2 separate regions of the Mus musculus genome follow, and region 1 is linked to region 2. The links are chromatin contacts, called in public HiChIP or PLAC-seq maps. All regions are on one chromosome and are shown on one strand. Each heading gives the region's core, a stretch centred on a gene start, on an enhancer-like site or on the middle of the called end of the contact. The rest is flanking DNA. Distances are from core to core; before and after follow the strand shown. Region 1 has its middle 48 kb from the start of Rnf24. Region 2 holds the start of Adam33 (a disintegrin and metallopeptidase domain 33).

Evidence for each region. HiChIP or PLAC-seq counts read pairs in DNA pulled down with a chosen protein or histone mark.
Region 1: a contact with region 2 is called in an H3K27ac HiChIP or PLAC-seq map of extraembryonic endoderm stem cells, with 4 times the contacts expected there. The contact joins the enhancer-like site here to the promoter of Adam33 in region 2. A contact is called at or near these places in 3 of 39 promoter capture datasets (the HPC-7 cell line, cranial neural crest and second pharyngeal arch cranial neural crest), 1 of 15 datasets of contacts at CTCF or cohesin (large pre-B cells), 2 of 484 Hi-C or Micro-C datasets (embryonic stem cells and nephron progenitors), 14 of 115 datasets of contacts at active chromatin or transcription factors (bone marrow-derived macrophages, cardiomyocytes, differentiating embryonic stem cells and 7 more) and 3 of 9 other capture datasets (adipose tissue, embryonic stem cells and liver).

Annotation. Positions count from the first base shown.
Region 1 is chr2:131,397,289-131,403,688 of GRCm38.p6, forward strand. No RefSeq gene overlaps it. Among named protein-coding and RNA genes, the nearest start is that of Rnf24, 48 kb to the left of the region's middle. Within about 2 kb of position 1,438, at least 3 of the 459 cell types and tissues checked have an H3K27ac peak or open chromatin away from gene starts, as enhancers often do. A contact at or near this core is called in extraembryonic endoderm stem cells, where this site is marked.
Region 2 is chr2:131,059,674-131,066,219 of GRCm38.p6, forward strand. It overlaps Adam33 (a disintegrin and metallopeptidase domain 33), which reads right to left and starts at 4,141. Exons shown (of 21, transcript NM_033615.3): 1 at 3,742-4,141; 2 at 1,470-1,549. The coding sequence starts at 3,841.

The sequences.
Region 1 (6,400 bases), core at 188-2,687, 330 kb after region 2:
ACTTGCCTAAAGGCCAATATGATAGAGGCATTTTCTCATATGAGGCTTCTCTTTCCCGGGTGATGCTAGCTTGTGTCAAGCTGACAGTAAATGACCCGTACCATGTCCCACCATGGAGCCTGGCCTCTCCTCCCTACTGGCTAGGATGGCTCTCACTCTTTCTTCTTCCCTGGCTGTATTTTGACTCTTGACTTAGAGTTCAAAGTTAACTGTGTCAGGCAGGGGATGAAGTGCGCAGATAAGGCAGTGTCAGTCAGTTGGAGCTTTGAAAAGTCAACCCAGGATTGCGTCAATGTTAAGAACTGTAGAAACTAGATTAACAGCAGCCTGCGTGCCTACCAAAAGAAAAAGTGACTAACATATGGTCTGTTCATGTTCTAGGAATACTGTGAGTGGTGTAAAAGAAAGCTCCCAGACAAGATGATAAAGGAAAATGCATGTTGTAGAAGACACTTCTAGAGCAAGAGCTCATGTAAACAGAACAATCCCTAGTGTGGCTCTAAGTGCATAGAAAAGGTCTTTGCCTGAAAGGAAATAGAAACACAGGCAAAGGGATTGGAGCCCTAGTTGTAATATTCTAACAACAACAACAACAACAACAACAACAACGACTTCTTCTTCTTCTTCTCTTCTTCTTCTTCTTCTTCTTCTTCTTCTTCTTCTTCTTCTTCTTCTTCTTCTTCTTCTTCTTCTCCTTCTCCTTCTCCTTCTCCTTCTCCTTCTCCTTCTCCTTCTCCTTCTCCTTCTCCTTCTCCTTCTCCTCCTCCTCCTCTTCCTCCTCCTCCTCCTCCTTCTTTTTTTTTTTTTTTTTGGTTTGGTTTGGTTTTTTTGAGAGAGGGTTTCTCTGTATAGCCCTGGCTATCCTGGAACTCACTTTGTAGACCAAGCTGGCCTTGAACGCAGAGATCTGCTTGCCTCTGCCACCCAAGTGTTGTAATTAAAGGTGTGTGCAACCATGCCTGGCTACATAACTTGAATCCTTAAAAAATAAAATATGAGGGGCTGGAGAGATGGCTCTATGGCTAAGAGCACTGACTGCTCTTCCAGCTGTCCCAGGTCCCCCCAGCACCCATGGCATTGCACAACTCTCTGTAACTCCAGTTCCAGGGATCCGATGCCTGACGTCTGTGGGCATCAGGGAGGCACACACACCAGGTGCACATACACACATGTAAGTATAACACTCCTATACATACATGTAAGTATAACACTCCTATACATACATGTAAGTATAACACTCCTATATATAACATAAAATAAATAAATCTAAAATTTTCATCTGATTTTGTAAGATTTGTGGTAGCTCAAATGACCACTGTTGTAAAAAGTTAAGTAAATGTGTTCTTTTCCCAGAATTTGCCTCACTGCAAGGTGTGCTAAGAGATAGTTCTCTGATTGTTTAGGAAAGCCCACACAATGTCTCTGGTCCTTAAGTTTATCCACTAAGAGATAGTTCTCTGATTGTTTAGGAAAGCCCACACAATGTCTCTGGTCCTTAAGTCTGCCCCCTTAATGCGGTTAAAGGTTAACCAATGATAAACTGCCAGCCCTAAACTGTGACAGAAAACTTCTCTAAAAAATGTATAGCCAGGCATGGTGGCGCATGCCTTTAATCCCAGCACTTGGGAGGCAGAGGCAGGCGGATTTCTGAGTTCGAGCCAGCCTGGTCTACAGAGTGAGTTCCAGGACAGCCAGGGCTACACAGAGAAACCTTGGGAAAAAAATGTATAAAAGGTGTGTGCTTTAGCTACTCTGGGTCGCTTCTATCCCGATTTCAGGACAACCACAGCATGCTGGGTCAATAAACCTCTTGCTTTTTGCATCCATCTCCGTCTCTACATCTCTGTGAGTGGGACATCCCAGATGTAAGGCTTTTTGGGTCTTACAATTTATTTATGCATATTCTGTTTATGTTCTCAGAGCCATGCTGGGAGAGCCATCGATCAACTGACTGAGCAAATATTGGCTATGCATATGATTATGACTTAATCAGACTTCTCTGGCTTGGCCACTTACGAGAATGGTGTCATCATTTTCTCCATTTCAGTCATATGACTGCACGTGATCAGTGATGACTGTCAGGTCAAGTGATCATCACTCTGTATGGATTCTCACCTTTTCTGTTAGTATAATCGGAATATGGCCAAGCTGTGTGATCTCGAGCAAATGACTTAACCTCTCTGACATTTGGCTGTTATCTTGGCCTAGGTCTCCTGAAGAAGAGCTTGAGAATAAGATTTATGAAGAAGTAGTTTTTTTTTTGTTGTTTTTTTTTTTTGTTTTTTGTTTTTTTTTGCGAATGTGACACCAGGAAGCAGGAAAGAGGGACAAAGGACTGAATCTGAGAAGACAGCCCATATGAGATGGATCACCAAGTTGGCTAATGCTGCAGGTGTCCAGGGCTCCATGCCATCATGACCTTCCCCATGAAGCCTTCTGAAATAGTTCAGATTTTTTTTTTCTGAATAACAAGCATTTACCCACTGGTTCCTATTGATGAAAAGAGGCCCACAGACTCTGAGTTCCCCACACTTACGAGATACATATGCCCCTTGGTTATCCTGCCTATCTATATTTGGGAAATGTGTTTGCTAGGTTTTTAATCAACATAATCTAGAGTCACCAGAGAAGAAGGAACCACAGTTGAGAAAATACCTCATTGCCTGGGATCTCTGACCTCATAGTCTTAGTTTAATTGGTAAATCTGAAATTAGTTGGCACACCAGAAATGAAGGAAGGGGGAAAGGGTCACTCTGCCAAGGAGAAAGAAGTCATTGCTCTTGGCCATCAAATTCAAGGAAGACATCAGAGAACCATTTTGTAAACAAAGGTCTTACTGGGTGGTGATTAAAACATTTGCATCAATCTTACAAAGTGGGGGTGGTATAAAAAGATTTGAATTCCTTGTCCGAAACACAAGTTTCATAGTATATGATAGAAAATTTCATACTTTATGTTTCTTACAGTGCTTAAGAAACATAACTTACTTTATTTGCTTATTTATTTATTTATTTATTTATTTATTTATTTATTTGAGACAGTTTCACTGTGTAGCCTTGGCTGACTTGGAACTTGCTATGTGGATCAGGCTGGCTTCAACTCACAGAGGTCTACCCGCCTCTGCCGTCTGAGTGCTGAGAGGAAAGGCCTGTGCCACTCCAGGTCCTACTTTGTTTTTTTGATAGAGGATCTGGGACGCCAGACTCACTGATCAGGCTATGGCTGGCTTGCAAGACTCAGACATCTGTCTATCTCCAGCTCCCAGTACTGTGATCACAAGCATATGCCTCCACACCCAGCTATTTGCACAATTTTAGGCACGCAGGTCCTCATGCAGTAAGCACACAACCAATTGGTCTACCTCCCTAGCCTTACAGAATTTATTGGCTTAGAACCCTACTCATCTAATCTCACGGATGTATGGATGTATGGCTCTTCTGTGTGCTTCCTCTGTCTAGGTTGGTAATCCAATCTTAGTAGCTCTCTCACATCTCTATGGGCAGCTGGCTGGGGGCTGGTTCAGATGGTTGTCATCTGGCTGATCCTTGCCTGGGTCAGTGGGGTCCTTGAGTAACATGATTTTTCATCCCTTAGAAGGCTATTGAGGGCGTACTTTTGGAGTGACTGCACAGATTCCCCAGGGAAGTAAAAATTCACACAGATTTCTGTCAAGTTGTCAAGCCAAACAACCCTCAGGAAGAGTCTAGATCCAGGATGTTCCCTAATGGGAGATGATAATACAAAGTCATAATGCAAAGGGCATATGCTGGGAGGGGACACAGGAAGGGGAATAACTGGTCACTTTTGCAAAAGTGGTCACTATCACAAAGGTTCAAGGGAAGTCGGTGGAAGGGAGACTAAAGAGTCCAAGAGATTGGAGGACTGGTTGGGAGTTGCTTAGTAGTGACTAGAGAGGGATGGGGTTTGCCTCCATTCCAAGATTGGTAGGTGTTGGTGGGTGGCGGGATGCTTTAAGGGATAGGAGAAAACAGGTCTCTGGATTTGAAGCCTCTGGATCCCTGAAGGCCTGTAACAATTAACAGAGCTGGGGATGTCAGCAAGTGACTGCTGGACAAAAGATCTGTCTGATGGTCTCAGTGAGTTGGAAGCCACTACTGGGAAGATGTGAGGCTCTGATAACACAGCAGTTGGGCAGTTCAGGTGAGATGTTGGGCCCTGAGGCCTCTGATGCTCCAGGCTGGAAGCTCATTGTTTAGCTCTTTCTTAGGCTTGTTGATTGCTGCAGAACAGAAGGAATTCTAAGCTTGTACTGTGTGGAGGCATCTTGTAAATCTTACGGACCACACATTTCTTCATGAGTTTATAGTTTGGTTTTTAATTTAAGAGACATTAGCTACACAAAGGAGGAACCTAGGGACGAATGAAAAAGGAGAAGGGATCGGTTTTGGGGGGGAGAGCTGATGTCAGGGAGAGAAGAAGGATCCACAGGGCAGGATATGTCTTCTTCAACAGAGTCCCTGTAGCTTAGGGTGGAAGAGGGTCAATATGGCAGCAGGGTTGGGTGCTGGGCTGTAGCTGGCTCTGTCAGAGTTGGAGTGGGGACAGTATTATGGTGGAAAAATTAGCCTTCCTGCTTAATGCTCTGGCTAAGGCTCCTGGGTGGTCTGTACTGACGTCAGCACAGCCCCCACCCCTTTCCTCTTTGCTGCTCTGAAAAGTCCAGCAACATCATGGCTTCCAGATGTGATTTCCAGATGTGGCCTGGAACATTTCCAGAAGGACCAAGGATACAGGGGCAGCAACAGCTAAGCAACAGCTAAACTTCCCCCCAACTCTTTCTCCAATGGCTGCCCCTCCCTGATTTCTATCGTTAGGCCAGTGTATCAGGTACCCACAAGCCCTGGGGGATGGGTAGGTAAATACCAATTCCAAAGTAACCTGAGCTGGACAGACACATCTTTACTCACGTTGGAAAGAATTTTAGGGCAGCAGAGAGCTCTCGGATGTTTCTGTTGTGAGCTGTCCCAGCAGCTCCAGGAGGAGGAAGTGAGCTATCTCCTGTGCTGAGGACCTGCCAGGGCTCTGGACTAGCGGACAGCTGCTGAAAGCCTCCCCTAATGGTAACAGCCTGGGCTCTGGTGTTTTACAGGGCTTTTACAGTATGAACAAAGGCCACGGGCCACCAAAACCAGGTGGGTGGCAGCTCTCTGATGCCTGAGCCAGCGCGTCTCAAGTAGACCTACACCTCATTTTTCTAATACTCTTGTTAACATGAAGACACTGACTGGGTGTATCTGGAATGGAGCCTCAGATTCTACATTTAAGAAAATGGTTTTCTAATTACATTAAAAAGCTGTGTGTGTGCATGACTCACTAAGCGCATTCTACAGTGAAGGTGTGAAGGTCAGAGGACAATTTGTGGGAGTTGGTTCTCTCCTTCCACCATGTTTGGGTTTGAAAGCAGCTGGAGAGGGATGGCATGTGGATGCCCTGGGTTTGATCTGCAACACATGTGTGCATGCATGTGAACACACACATACATACGTGTACACACACACACACACTCACAATCAAGGAAATAAAAATGGCTACTAGTCATTGCTAGGAAAAATTAAAACAGAATGCAGCCAGACAGTATGTAAATGAATAGGTATGGCCGTGTTCCAAAGGCAAAAGAAAAGAAAAAAGAAAAAGGAAAAACATTAAACAAAATAGGCAGTGAGCTAGGTTTTATTGTAGTTTGTTGACCCTTGGCCTTGAAGGAACACCATAGATATCTAGCCACCTTCGGAAGTCATGAGTAAAAACATGTTAGTTGAGTACAAATGTTAAAGACAGAGCACTGAGCAAACTCTGAGTGTGTGGATGCTGGGGAGAGTAGTACGTCAGTCAGAGTCCTGGCAGGAAAACAGAAACCATTTAAACAGAGGCAATTAAGTGCACGTAGTCAGTTGTAGGGGTGATGAAGAGCCTGGAAGGTAGTCACGGCAGTCAAGGAAGTTAGCAATGGCATAGAAATTGTTACTGATCCTTTGAAGCAGGGAAGGACCTAGGACACTACTAGAAGCAGGGACCATATAGCTACTGGGTGACTGTAGCTCATGCTGTCTCCCTCCTTTGCCCTTCCCTCTGTCACTCACTGGTCACCAAGCTATGATCTGGTGTGAGCATGTGACAGCCAGCTCCTGCTGTATAGGCTGATCGGGGAAAGGTGAGAAGGCTTAGGCTCAGCTGAAGGGACATCATCTGGAGTAATGTCTGGAATGTTAGGTCACTGATTGGCATAAGGAGGGAGGGTGATAGTCTGGGTGCAGGCTTAAGGTATCTGAGAGGTATAGAATGTAGGGAGGATATTCCCTTAAGCCAGATTTGATACTGACTTTATAGCAGGCTTTGGCAAATATGTGTCACATAGTCTTGTTTTGCCTAAAAATAAAAT
Region 2 (6,546 bases), core at 2,891-5,390:
CAGGGCCCTTCTGCAGCAGGTGTAGAGAAGATGGCCCTCACTTCCCCAGCCACAGGCTCCACAAGGGCCCAAACATGAGCTTATATGGTTGGAGTGCCTCTTGCTTTATGGGAAAATGTCTGCTCTGGGAGAAAGGCAGTAGCCCCAGTGGAAGGTCCCTTCCCTCTGCGGCCCTTGCTGCCTTTACTTCTGCTCCAGGGTCTCCCTCCCCCTTTGTGCACCATCCCCATCCTGCAGTACAACCCTGTTTGTGAAATACACACACCCTGCCAAAGCTCTTCCTGGCCTGGCCTCACAGGCTTCCTAACGCAGAGCAGAGTCCCCCTGGGATTCTCTCACAGACCGAGCCAGGCAAGGAGAGAGGCCACCATCAGGGGAACCCGTGCATGTCCACAAGCCATCTTTGCTTGGTTGAGAGAAGTCCTAGAAGTCTGGGGGACCCCAGTGAAGGCCCTGACTTGGAAGGTTTAGGTTTCTGGGAATGCATCCTCACTGTTGCAACACTCTAGGTTTGGACAGTGGGGCTGCCCTCTGTCAGGAGGTACAGAATTGAACTCTCTCCAGCCTGAGTAGTTATAGGAAAGAAGGGGAGGCAGCCAATCATCTGAAGCCCTTAGGTCCCACGGAGCCTCAGGTTTCTAGGCCCAATGAACTATTCAAGCATGAGCAACTTTACAAGCTCTGTGGGGCTCGCTTGCCTCTCTGTAAGCCAGGCGGATCAGTGCCGGCCTCCCCATGGGCAGCGAAGCAGTGAAGGCACACATGGCTCTTCTGGGGGAACACAATGAGCAGAAGTTAGGAGGAGGCTGAGCAGGGCTCTGGAGAAGCAAACCAGAGTGAGAATACATCTGGGGACAGGAGGAGAATGGCCCACAGCTTCCTTGTCCCAGGTGGCTTCCAGCCATGGAAGCTGAGGTTACAGGACAGCAGCATGTCCACGGAGTCACATGTTCCCCATAAACACGGCCAAAGAGGACATTTTGGTGTCCTTCTTTTAAAAATCTCCTGTGGCTGGCATGATGGCTCATGACTTGAAGCCCCCCAGAGCTACATAGCAAGACCCTGTCTCAATCAAAACAAAACAGAACAGAATACACACACACACACACACACACAGACACACACACACACACACACACACAGAGCTCTCCTGAAAGGCTTTAGGCCCCAAACTATGAACTCATCTTTGCTTAGTTGAGTGGGCATGGCCTGAATGTTCCCCCATGGAGAAGAGGGTTAGGGCCAGGAATAGAAGGGGGTGGGAGGGAGGAAGCCCAAAATGACTTCCATGTGTGCAGCCTCACGCCATCTAGATGTCTCTTTGTCCCACCCACCCAACAGGGAGTGGCTTAACGGTACAGTGATTTGGTTCTGAGAACCCCAGAAAAACTGTCACGCTGCATTTGGGGGAAAGGACAGAGAGCGGGAGACCTAGGGCCCCTAATAAGGACAGGATAACGGATACTTACCGGCTCCTCCAGGGTGACCTTGAGCCAGAGTCTGCCCTCCAGGATCCAGTGGGGAGTGACTAGCTCTCCATGGGCATTTCCTGGGGTGAAAGCAGAGAATAGTGTTAAAATTGCAGTTAGGAGCAGGAAGCCATCGGGGAAGGAGGGGTCCTGAAAGCTGGACTCCATGTGTAGCACTTCCAGGATTTGGTATTCATGGGGCATCCCCTAAATGGAGAAGCAACCAGGGAGGTGGCAAAAGAGAAACCGAGGCACCAGGAACCATCCCCATTGGGGAATTTGAAGCGGCCAGAGCTTAGAGAGCTGGTTTGAGGTCAGAGGTCCCGGGAAGAAGCCCAGACCCCAGCGCAGAGGGGCTGGGAAGAAGGAGGCAGCCTTGGGTATTTTTAGACTGGGTAGTAGATGCCTTTATGGTGAGGGAGGTGTTTGGAGGCCTCCTTTGCCATCTGAGTAAGACAGCCACCAAATGTCTGTCCCACAGCTCCTGACTCCCATTAGGGTTGATGCTGGTGTTGGGACTCTGACGGACCTGGCCCAGAACCTGAAGGAGCTAGGGTTCAGAGGCTCAGTGATCCTGGGCCAGGCGTTTCCAAGGGGCTCCAGGAAGAGAATCGGAGCCAAGCATTACTCAGACGGTGTTGGAATGTTCTTCAGGAATGTTCCTACCTCCCCTCTCCTATCTGGTCCCAGAAACACTCACAGGACCTATCCTGCAGGAGCCAAGCTCCTGCAGAGATAGCAGCAAGCCCACTTATCCCTCTGCCGCTGCATCTTCCAGTTGGCACAGGTTACAGAAAAAAAAAGGAAAAAAACATAGAAACCCCAGCCACTCCAGCTCTGGCCTTGCCTGAGTGGAGAGCTCTGTTGGCTCAGCCCTTCCTGGGTCATCCCAGCTCCTTGTTCCACCGCCTCCCTAGATCCCAGACATCAAGATTCTGGAATGGGAGCTGGAGAGGTGGATCGGGGATTGAGAGCACTCGCTGTTCTTCCTGAGGACCGGGTTCAGTTCTCAGCACCCACATGGTGCCTCATAACTATCTGTAACCCCAGCTCCAGGGGATCCGCCTCTCTCTTCCGGCCCCCAGGTTTTCCTGGTACCTCCGCGGTACACAGATGCATGTGCAGGCAAAACGCTCATATACATTTTCAAAATCTGAAATAGCAGCAGCTCCAGGAACCTCGTCCTTAAAGTCACATGTGCTTCGTAATTAGTGAGCCATGTGCAAGTGGGGATGTGCAAGTGTGGCTTTGGAATGGAGGCTGAAGAGAGAGAAGGGAGAGGAGGAGAAGGAAGGACAGAGAAGCCTTCCTGGAGGTTAAAGATCTCTCCGCCAAGAGAAGGCTTAACTGAGTATGGAGAACCAAGTCTTGCTGGCCTCGGATTACCAAGGGTGCAGGATAAGGATTCAGGTGTGAGTGTTCTCTGTGCAGCCCTGCAAGACAAGGAAGGAGGCAAGCTAGGAGTCCGGTGGACTAAAGTGGAAACTGAGGAAGCCAGTCTGCATTAGGAAACACAGAGGCTCTCTCTCCTCACCATTAACTATCCGCAGGCTAAAGGCAATACAGCTGTCAGTCAGCCCCCTCAGAAGCCTTACGGAAGCAGCAGTCAACAGATATGGGGTGGTTTCCAGACTGCCCAATATCCAGCCCTCAGCCCTTACTGCCTCCTCCCCGGTGGTCCTTCTGCCTTCTGGCCAGCCTAGTGCTTGCTATGTGGAGTTTGGAGATTCACCCTACAGGCTTGGAGATGCTAAGAGCCCTGTCGTCCCGGAGTAAGGAGAGGTTACAGTAGGAAGAGAAAGTGGTAGCCCCAGGCACGGCTAGGCAGACACCCCTGTTTGAAGAACTGCCACATAAGGCAACTGTATAAACACCATACACACTGCCCAGACCCAGCATGAGAAGAGGACGAGCCGAATGAGACAGCTAGGCCTGTGGGCAGACCAGGACTCCAAGGACCCCAGGTCCTTCCAGGAGCAGGGAGACACTCTGGCCTGGCAGTTTGGAAGTGCAGAAGCTTCCGGACAGAGCTGGGCAGCACTGAGGAAAGGGTAGTGTTGCCTATTTGCTTTGCTAAGTAAGTGTGGGCAAGTCTGCTCCAGGGCCAACCCTTACCAGGAGCACAGACCCTTCCCACATCCTGTCCTGGCCAGGTAGCCGAGGGTCGGGAACTCTATGTTCTGTAGTTGCACTGGAACCCATGACCACCACCACTTCACCCTGCCCTAGAGCCGCCCCCCCCCCCCCCCCCCCCCGCCGCCTGTATCCTCACCTGGAAACATCCGAGCGCTCCGCAGCGGACACGAGGGCAGCAACAGCGGCAGCAATAGCAGCACCGGAGACCCCCCGGGTCTCCCGCACCTCGAGCCCATGGCTGGGAGTGCCTTTCCCTCTCACTCTTGCTGTGCTGTTGGCTCCACCCCGGCTAGAGGGGGCCGCCTCCTCCCGCCCTCAGCGGGCCTCGCGCCACCTCACAGGAGCGCAGGAGTGTGGCCCTACCCTGGCCCGCAAAACAGGAGTCCGCGCTGCGGGAGCCAGGATGACCCTCCCTGGCGTTATCTGCAACAATCCTATCCACGCTGGCCAAGGGAGGCGAGGGCGGAAAGTCCGGGAAGGTTCTTAGAGAACCTCTCTGGTGCTGAATAGAGGCACTAGCTAAGTGATCCCCACAGCTGCTCTGTCTGCCTAGCACACATCTCTGGTCGCAGTCTCCCTAGTGACATCTGGATTCTCCTTTCTACCCAGGATCTGTCTACCTGCACCTAGTGTCCCACAGCAGTGAAGCTGTCCCACTGCAGCTGAGATGCATCTGGGTACCTAGGGGTCTTGTGGTGGCCGCGTTGCTGAAGTCTGTGGTTCCTGGTAAAGGCAATGCAGTGGTGGGCACAGGGCAGAGGAACAGCGATGGCCAGGACAGAATTGTTCTATACCACAGACCCCCAGGCATGAGGGACCCTTTCCCAAATTTTAAGGACATTGCTTTCGTGTTGAAAAGATCACTTCGTACACTTGGTATGATTTCGGATAGCAAGAGATTTAACTTTGAAATAAGATGATTAATAATTTCGTTCTGAGAATATGGAATGTAAAAGTTCCAACGGCAGAAGAAAAAACATTTATACGATTCGAACATCAAATGCTGGGATTAAAGGCGTGGTGGTGCACGCCTTTAATCCCAGCACTCGGGAGGCAGAGGCAGGCGGATTTCTGAGTTCGAGGCCAGCCTGGTCTACAAAGTGAGTTCCAGGACAGCCAGGGCTACACAGAGAAACCCAGTCTCGAAAAAACCAAAACCAAAAACAGAAAACCAGTATGATAGGTCAGGCAATTGGATCGAGACAGGACACTCAAGATAGCTAGCCTGTGCAATATAGAAAGAAGTCTCATGGAAGAGAGAGGGAAGGGAAGGAGGGGGGAGAGAGAGAGAGAGAGAGAGAGAGAGAGAGAGAGAGAGAGAGAGAGAATGAGAGCGAGAGAGCGAGCGCACCTCAGTTGATACAAGATTGGGGCCCTGAGTTCCATCCCCAGCATCCCATAAATTGGGTGTAGCAGCACACACCTGTATCCCAGCAGAGAGGCAAAAGACAAGTTCAAAGTCCTATATGGAAAAAGTGTGAGATCAGCCTGGAGACCTGGTGTGTGGCAGTGGGGTGAGGGGTGTCATCAAGGAGAAGGCTTAGTAAGTAAAGGACCTGCGTTGGTTCTTGAGTTCAAGTCTCCAGCAATCAGAGAAAGCCAGAACCATTGCACAAACTTGTAAGCCAAGTGTTGGACTGGACAGAGACAGGCAAATGTTTGAGGTCCAGGTTCAGTAAGAGACCCTATCTCAAAAAATCTGATGGAGAGTAACACTGGAAGAACTCAGAGTGAGTCACACATGCACACACAGGTGAATGTGTATACAAAGGGGGCAGGGAGGGAGAATGAGAGGAGACTGGGAGATATCTGTAGTTCATGTCTGTAATTCTAGCACTTCAGAGGCAGCTGGAGCTACACAGCAAGACCCCGTCTCAAAAACAAACCCAAGCCTGACAGTGGTGAGGTACACCTTTAAGCCCAGAGGCAGGAGAATCTCTGAGTTCAAGGGCAGCCTGAGTGAGTTCCAGGACAACCAGGGCTCCACAAAGAAACACTGTCTTGAAAAAAACCAAAACCAACCAAACAAAAAAGAATCAAAAACAACCACCACCACTACAACAAAGCAAACAAGGGAGAAGGTATAAAATGCTTAGGAGAGTCTTCCTTTAGTCTCCATCCTTTGGGTACTCCTTCCCCACAGAAAGCCACTACTACCAATTTCTTACATAAGCTGCTGTTTTAGACACAGGTTTTTTTTTTTTTTAAATATAGTAACATATTCATGTGTAGCTCATTTTTCTAGTGAGTGGTTGGTCCTTCTTTTAACAGTTTAAAGGACCTCTATGTTTAAAGGCGATTGGCCCTTGTCTGGAGTATGGGTTGTATTTTCCCAATTTGTGAGTTTTACCCAACCTATTGCCTATTACCTATGGCCATTTATTCTTGTCGATAAGTAGTTTCCAATTGTATGACTATGGTCACAGTGTTCCATGGACTCTTCTGCCGCTAGACAGCCCCTGGGTCTGAATTTGAGATGGTTACAAGGGTGATTGGCTCTGCTCCCTGGGTGCTGGGATTAAAGGCGTGCACCTCCACACCCAATTTGTTCTGTTTTGTAAGAAATGAGGTTTTATTGTGTTGCTCAGGCTGATCTCAGTCTCCTGGCCTCAAGGTATCCTCCCATGTCGATACACAGCACAAGGCGTAGGAAAAGTGGCAGATTTTTTTAAATTAAGTTTTCTTTCCAAAATATAGATTCAGAAATGTGAGATTTTCACAAAGTGAACCTGCTCACTTCCCTGGCTCTCGAATCTCCATTGTGGCTCCCGCCCATCCCTTTTGCCCACCAGTGGCTGTTGTATTGACTTCTATCCCATTCCTTAACTATACCTGTCCTTGGTCTTCGCTGTGAACTTGCTTGGGCTGAGAATCACCTTGTTCCGGGCACATCAGGTCAGTGAGGGTGTTTCCAGAGAGTTTTAACAGAGACCAGAAGACC